Regions from separate parts of the Sus scrofa genome. Here region 1 is linked to region 2. The links are chromatin contacts, called in public Hi-C maps. All regions are on one chromosome and are shown on one strand. The core of a region is the stretch at or near the end of the contact, and the rest is flanking DNA. Distances in the headings are between cores, read along the strand shown. Region 1 holds the start of FAT4 (protocadherin Fat 4). Region 2 has its middle 610 kb from the start of INTU.

The links. Hi-C and Micro-C count contacts between places; a contact is called where the count stands out from the background.
Region 1: a Hi-C map of embryonic fibroblasts shows a contact between it and region 2, with 3 times the contacts expected there. The contact joins the promoter of FAT4 here to the enhancer-like site in region 2. A contact is called at or near these places in 7 of 47 Hi-C or Micro-C datasets (alveolar macrophages, embryonic fibroblasts, fetal heart ventricle and 2 more) and 1 of 2 datasets of contacts at active chromatin or transcription factors (skeletal muscle).

What each region holds. Positions count from the first base shown.
Region 1 is chr8:99,310,225-99,313,833 of Sscrofa11.1, reverse strand. It overlaps FAT4 (protocadherin Fat 4), which reads left to right and starts at 1,703. Exons shown (of 22, transcript XM_021101611.1): 1 at 1,703-3,609. The coding sequence starts at 3,315. All of the region lies in intron 1 of LOC106504728 (a long non-coding RNA gene), which reads right to left.
Region 2 is chr8:97,810,761-97,814,629 of Sscrofa11.1, reverse strand. No RefSeq gene overlaps it. Among named protein-coding and RNA genes, the nearest start is that of INTU, 610 kb to the right of the region's middle. Within about 2 kb of position 1,654, at least 5 of the 83 cell types and tissues checked have an H3K27ac peak or open chromatin away from gene starts, as enhancers often do. A contact at or near this core is called in embryonic fibroblasts, where this site is marked.

The DNA of each region.
Region 1 (3,609 bases), core at 454-2,953, 1.5 Mb before region 2:
AAGGCCTGCCTTTTCATTTCCGGGAGTAGTAGCTCTTCCTTGGTACCAGGTAAGGTGGTGTATTCAAATCAGCTGAAGGTGATCTTTACATTTTTGCCCTAGGTCTGACTCTGAATGCAGGCCTCAACCTTTCCCCCACCTAATGACCTGAGGCAATGCTTGCACCTCCACTAGTTAAGCAAGCCTGCCTTATTTTGATGGTTTTCTTTAATTTACAATGGGCTCCCAATATCTCCCAGGTTTCCCTCTTTATCTATGATCCCCTATTAGGATTTCTATAACCACCTGTGCCTACTCTAGCCCTATCACTATTGCTTAATTAATTATTATTATTTTTTTTTACTGTAAGGAAAGAAGGGTAATAGGAGACTCCTAAAGACCTTTTCTACCTTTGCTACTATCCCTGGGCAAGAAGGAGGAATTATCCTTGTAACCAGATCCTTCTAGTCTCTGCATTTAATTTTAAGCAAGAAAGTGGACAACTAAAAAGCTGTAAGATTGATGGAAAACAGCAGAGGGCAGTATTTACTCATCGCTGAATCATCTCTGGTATCAGAAAAGTTTTAAACTTGGAGGGGTCATTGTGGCGAAAAGTAAAACACACGCCCTATATTTACATTACTTGCCTTAAATTCTTATTTTCTAAATGGTTTCCCTTAAAGGATAAATAATACCTGATTTCTAGTCACTTTTTTCTTTCTTTGAAGAGCCGAATTGTACCACAAAGATTAGCTTCAGTAAATATCAGGGAAATTAATCTGAGTGCCTTGCATGGCAAGTGGCTATTTTTAATATTTCACTCTATTCATTTCTATTTTTCTCATATATACCCTTTCTCAAGACAAAAACAAAAAACAAACAAAAAAAACAAAACAAAAAGAAACAAAACTTCATCAGGATTCCATTGGTTATAAAATGTCTGGGAGGAAATACTCCAACAGAGATCAAAATTCCAAACTTTGCAATAGGAAAAGATCTCCATCTTTCCAATGGGCTACCATTGTTATTGTTGAAACTCTAAGGTTTGGCTACTGGCACCTGGGATCCATTTGGGAAGGGAAACAAAACAAACAGAGTTCCCTTGGCTTTTCCTACAGGAAATCCAAAGTGCAGTCAGTACCTAGGCCTTGGTGTCCTAGTCACCTGACAGTGGGGGAGGGACAAATGGGGACAGGTTCAGGGTTGATCTCAACCTGGGCTGCAGTTAGCTCGCTCTGTAGACAGAGGAGGCATGAGGAAGATTTGGTTTGGATTCTGTCGGGTTGTATTGTAGAGCAGCTCCCTCCTCTCCCATCGCAAGAGAAGGGGCAGGAAACGGTTAAAGCAAATCTGCGCTTTGCATTCCCAGACAGGCTTTGCTTAATCCTTCCTCCCGCTCTAACAGACCCTCACCCCCCGCCTTTCTTTTATTTCTCTCGACCCCCTTACCCCTGAGTTATTACTAGCATAACAATCTAACGGTCTTCTCCCAGACCCCGCCACTAAAGTTATTTATCTGCAAACCTGACCCCACCCCCATCTATTCTGCGGCAGCCTTTTGCTGTTATTGCTGTAACGCCGGCCAAGATTTGACCAAAAAAAAAAAAAAAAAAAAAAAAAAAAAAAAAAAAGAAAAAGAAAAAATCACCCCCCTTCCCAGCGCCTCCTACTCGCAGATCTCCCACACCCGACAGCCTACAGTCCTCCAGGAGGCTGGAGTGATTAGCATCCGGAGAAGCCAGTCGGAGGCCGAAAAAGTCCGAGAGCGCTGGCGGTAGGAGTGCCAGGCGGGGCTGCTTTAGCTCCGGCCCAATGGGGATGGGGCGAGGGAGGGGCAGTAGGTGACAGCACCCGGAGTTAGGGGGAGTCCGGCGAACTAAAGTGCGGGGATCAATGAGTGGCGAGCAAAGTTTCTGTGTCTTGCTCTAGCTCGCGGTCTTCCCTCCCCCTCTGTTTGTGTTTCGGCGACGCGCTGTGTGTGTGTGTGTGTGTGCGTGTGTGTGTCTGCGCGCGCGCGTGCGGCGGGGAAGGGGCGGGGAGAGTGTGGGGGACCAGCCGGAGGTTGAGAGGGGCTCAAGGAGCTCCAGCTCCACAGCGGTACTAGCTTCAGCCGGGGCAGGCAAGAGGGAGAGCGCTGACAGCCGCCGTCCGAAGCTGCTGCGGGCGCTGCCACAGCCCAGAGCGGATTTCCCCGCCTACACAGCCACGGGTGAAGGAGAAAGGGGGACCAACCACCACCCCCGCCCCAAACAAAAAGCCTTGTGGATTACAAAGTGAAACTGACACAGGACAATAAAGGGAAAGGGCACGAGGTCAGGGGCGAGGCGCACTAGAGAGGGCTTCTGACTGGGGCCGCCGGAGAAGGATCCCCCTGGCATGGTTAGGGGAGGGGACTCGGGGACAGAGCGCTGCTCCTGTCCGACCCTGGCGAGGCCGAGAAGAAAGAGGGACCTGCGCTCGATTTGGATGTACAAATAATGGGTCGGCAGGCGTCCTGGCAGAGGTAAAAAAAATTAAAAATGCCGAATAGCGCTGGATTTTGCCTGCGCCTGACTACGGGCTCGAAGCCGCAGCAGGGGCGGCGGCGCCGGCTGGAGGAGAAGGGACAGAGCTGAGCGCTCCGGGATACCGGAGCCCCAGCGCCGCTGTGAGCGCTTGGAAGGCAGTTTTCTAGCTGCCCGCGCTCAGACCCCGAAGCCTGGGCCTCAGCGGCCACTTCTGCAGCCCTGTTGGAGGGGCGTTGCAGCCTTGTTCTTGAGGAGAGGGGATTCGAGGAAATCCCTCGTCTCCAGATTTTGGGAAAGGAATTCGAGAATCTCCCGGCTCCTCATCGACCCCTCCCCCGTGAGCAATTGTTCTTTCCACACACCGCTACGGACGTTTGTCCTTCCCTCTTCAGTTTCTTCGCTGTGGTAAGTTCTAAAGTTTCTGAGGACAATTGTTTGCAACTTCATTCCTCATTAACCTCAATCTCTCCCAACTCACATCCACCTGGGCGAAAACGCTGACTCTCCCGGATTCGAAAACAAAGTGAAGGGGGAAAATAGAGAAGGTTTGAGAAACTTTTCTGGGAACTCATCAACGCACAGGAGTGTCCGAGGAATGCCTGCCGCTTTCCCCCAAGGCATCTCTCTCGCACTAAGCATCCAAATGGCTACCTTGATCCTTTTGCTGATGCGACTTGCTTCTGTTGGGCAGGAGATTCTTTGAAATAGCAGAGCTCTCCAAGCCATCGGCTGCATGTTTGCTGGGGCTACTTAATCCCCGTCATCGTCATCACTTTTTTGCCTCACCTCTTCCTTCTCTATATCACACTGTTCCAGGGAGCCAGGAACATGGACTTGGCAGCAGACAGGGCTCCTGGCCGCCCGTGGCTCCCGCTGCCCACTTTATCATTATTTCAGCTCCTTCGCGTCTTTTGGCTGCTGTCACTGCTCCCAGGGTCGGCCCGGGTCAGCGGGGCGGAGCAGCGCCAGGTGTTTCAGGTGCTGGAGGAGCAACCTCCTGGCACGCTGGTGGGTACCATCCAGACGCGCCCTGGCTTCACCTACCGGCTCAGCGAAAGCCACGCCCTGTTTGCCATAAACAGTAGCACCGGGGCCCTGTACACCACTGCCACCATCGACCGCG
Region 2 (3,869 bases), core at 405-2,904:
CTGAGGCATTAGAATGGTTAGGAACTGATGTCCAAAGTGCCATCCCTTTTGCCTGCCTCTCTCTCTTCTCTCTCTTCTCTTCACTTCCTCCCCTTCTCCCTTCTCTCTCTTCTCTTCTCTTCACTTCCTCCCCTTCTCCCTTCTCTCTCTTTCTCCTGTCATCCTCCATTCCCCCCTCCCACCGGCCGTTTTATTCTCTTTCTGATTAAGAGGCACCAAAGCAAGTGGCAGGGATCTCAGTTTTGGCCTTAATTCTGGCTTTTGATAGTATGCCAGTGTGTCTTGGCAGGTATGATGGATTGGTGGGGACACCTTCTGGTAGAGTATTTACATGATAGTTTGGGAATGAGTAAAGGAAAACTTGGGAAAACACAAAGTTTTGTGCATCACCAAGTCTCGTGGATCCCAATTTGAGCCCAAGCAAGGGAAAAACTATAAGTTAAACTCAAGGAGCATTTTCCTAAAAAGATTTGATACTCAGAAGCTCACAAGAATACCACTCTGGTACCCAGCTAACAAACAGAAGGCACTTCACTTTGTCAAGAACAAGGCTATTAATCAATATAGATCCTGTAACTTTTTCAAAAAAGAACATTTTTAAAGAGTTACATGATACATGAACATGATAATGTGAGAAAAAAGAATGTATACATGTATGTGTAACTGGGTCACCATGCTGTATAGTAGAAAATTGACAGAACACTGTAAACCAGGTATAATGGAAAAAAATCATTTTATATATACATGTAAGTTACATATTCCCAAAGCATTTTGCAAAAAAAAAGGCCTTTTCCACCTGATGGGCCCTCTCTCTCCTGTGACATTTCTACAGCAAGGTTTCTCAACCTCTGCACTATTGGACCAGATAATTATTTCATTTGGTACTTTGCTTTCATGTTGCCCTGTGTCACTGAATAGTTTTTTCCATATGTCTACCTTTCTAATATGCTATCAGCGATGATCACATAGTAGGCACTCAATAAATATACATTGATTAAAATGAATAAACATTCACATTAATGCATGTTTTTCCTTTTCCAAAATTCTTTAAAGTTGAGACAACCACATGCTTTCCCATGTGGACCTCCCTCTATGAGCAAACAGAACAAGCCAACAAACCAAAGGCAGAATTTGGCTCCAAGAAAGAAAATGTGTAGAACAAGGTTATTTATTAGGAACAATCCAATCTGAGAAACATCTTTAAAGATAATTTATCTTCCCTTCAGTTGCATCCATTTTCCTCCAGGGAAGCTTTAAAACTGTGTATAAATGTTTGTAAACTCTTGCTTTCTCCATGGTTACAAAATATGAGATCCTATTTATTTATACTGTGAGGTCAAAACTGAGGCTATTACTGACCAGAGACGCGCTAAGATAATGGTGCTCTACTGATGTTATTTTCAGCAAATATTTGTCAAAAATATAAATTCAAGCCCCCTTAAATGCATCAGACCTTATATGTCCTTCCTACAACTCTAAAATTTAAAAAATGTCTTAAAGGAGAAAATAAACCACAGGCAAAATAACCATGACATTATGAAGCTTGGCAGAATAGGAAGTGAATCATGGGCAAAAAGGAATACAAACATCAGGGAATGAGATACTCTGAATGGCATGCAGTGTCTGAGGAGAAAAGTCAAGCTTTGAAACTTTGTACTCTACAAATCAAGGCCTGACAAATGGCAAAACAAAGAAGGCTGGTATCATGTCCCTTGACTAAGCCTATTGCCCAAATGTTTTGCATTTGAAGGTCTTGAGGCATTTATGAGAAGTTGAATGAACTTTCGTGGTCGGCTCAGAAATGTCGGTGTCTTGAGGCCAGAATGCTTTCAACCTCATCATTTCCTAACTTGAAGACAGGAAACTGGAAAAGCTTCATGAAGTGTAGGGGAGACAGATTTCATGTTTAAATGTAACAGTATGTTTCTCAAAATATTTAAACGAGCTAGGGAATAAATCTCTTAACTAGAAAGTTAATAAACCAAATGCATGTGTTTTATCCATCTCAGAATCTACTGCAGTATTTTCCTTAAATACTTTATGGCCTTAAAAGGAGAAAAAAACAAAAATAAAAGATTCTTCTCTTTTTTTCCTTTCACTCACACATAACTGAAGTTTCCAGAGAGAGAAAGAAAGGGGGCCTCACATTTACTGAGCATTTACTACACTTATTGAATTCTTCAAAAGTACCATTTCATTTAATCAGAATAATCTTGTGAGGTAAGTAATGATAATCACATTATGCAGATGAAGAAACTGAGGCCCAACCTATATTAGCTAGCAAATACCAGATTTGAACCCTAAAAATCTATGCTATATCCCTATTCTAGCCTTTAAGTTAGTAAAAAATAGCCCCCAAATTAGTTTTTCTCAGAGAAGCTCAAAGTAGAAAAAAAATATATATATCACTGTTTTAGAATTCAAAGATGCTGTAATTTCTTTTTAAGTGAATCTTACAAACATATTAAAATCATATTCTACTCAATTAAACTCAGGTTAAGGTAACAAATAAGTAAATTTTGTATTAGAATTATCATTTAACAGTGAAATAGAAAATAAAACACTTAACTGGTCTCAGATGTAACCAAATGTAGTAACTTCTGGCAAAAGTATGCATAGAATTTACTACAGTTTCATAGGATTTATTTTTAGCTTAATAACCATAGTTTAGGGAATGTTTCTGAAGTATGAATCAAGATATATTTTTCCCTTTTTGCCTAATTATTTTTGACTTTGAGGCTATCATGATGATACCAGAAAAGAAAAAAAGATTGTATGAACACTTCTGTGTTGAAATTTAAAGTGGTTGTACACGATTTTCCTATTAGATACCCCATGACTATTCATAATGATGGGTTGATGGGTCTACGTAGTTGACATAAAGTGTACCTGACATGTGGGAAGAAAAAAAACATGGCAAGTTGTCCTAATCCAGTAGGAAAAGGAGTCAGCCAACATCATTACTCCAAAAACACTGGCCCAAACCCAGAATCTCCTTTCATATTCCAAGGTCTAAAAAGCTCAAAGATGCTCTTTCCCATTCACTGATTGCCACTGCAGGAGGCTCCGTTATTGGTCGGTGCTCTGCAGTGTTGAAACTCTCATTTACTCTGGAAACAAAAAAGAGAAGAGGTGAAACATTTGCTACCGAAAGATTTTACTTAAAGTAAAATCATATGTTTCCCCCCATTTCTCATTTTAATGTGTGGTGCATTAAAATTTAGTCCCATAAGTCTTCATTATTCAGGCATTTAATCATATGGAAAAAGCGGTAACTTAATTAAAACAAGCAACACAGGTTAGATATCCCTTGGGACACAAACCTAGGAAAATGATCTAATCCATCGGGTTTCCATTGTGAAAATGTATTAATATTAGACCACAAGACCACAGCAGAAAAAAATGCTACTCATTTGCAAAGGAGTAATCTGATGCAGAAACAACTTGAGTTTAAGAAGCCAAAGCATACACCATTTTTTCTGGAATGAGTAGAGAATTTGTAAGAGACTGCTGCTCTGCTCTCAGAGAGGCTAGGAATACGGTAAAGGTGATGTATTTTCAAAGATAAGGACTCTACTAATATAGAATAAAACTGCTGATGGTTCATATTATAATAGTCTATTGAATGGACATTCAAGATGGAATCATCTTTTCAGAGCATGATATTTCATCTTTTAAAACATGTTACTATTCTTGTTTACCAAAAACAATATTTTCCAAGGCTATGTGAAAACAAAATTAATCTCATTTACACCTGAGTATCTAATTACCAAGTCTACTACGCTGATATGGAGGTTCCCCTTGTCTAATTCCAAAGTCAAGTTTATGTCCATAGACTAGCCAAATGCCATAATCTCTATAGTTCTGGA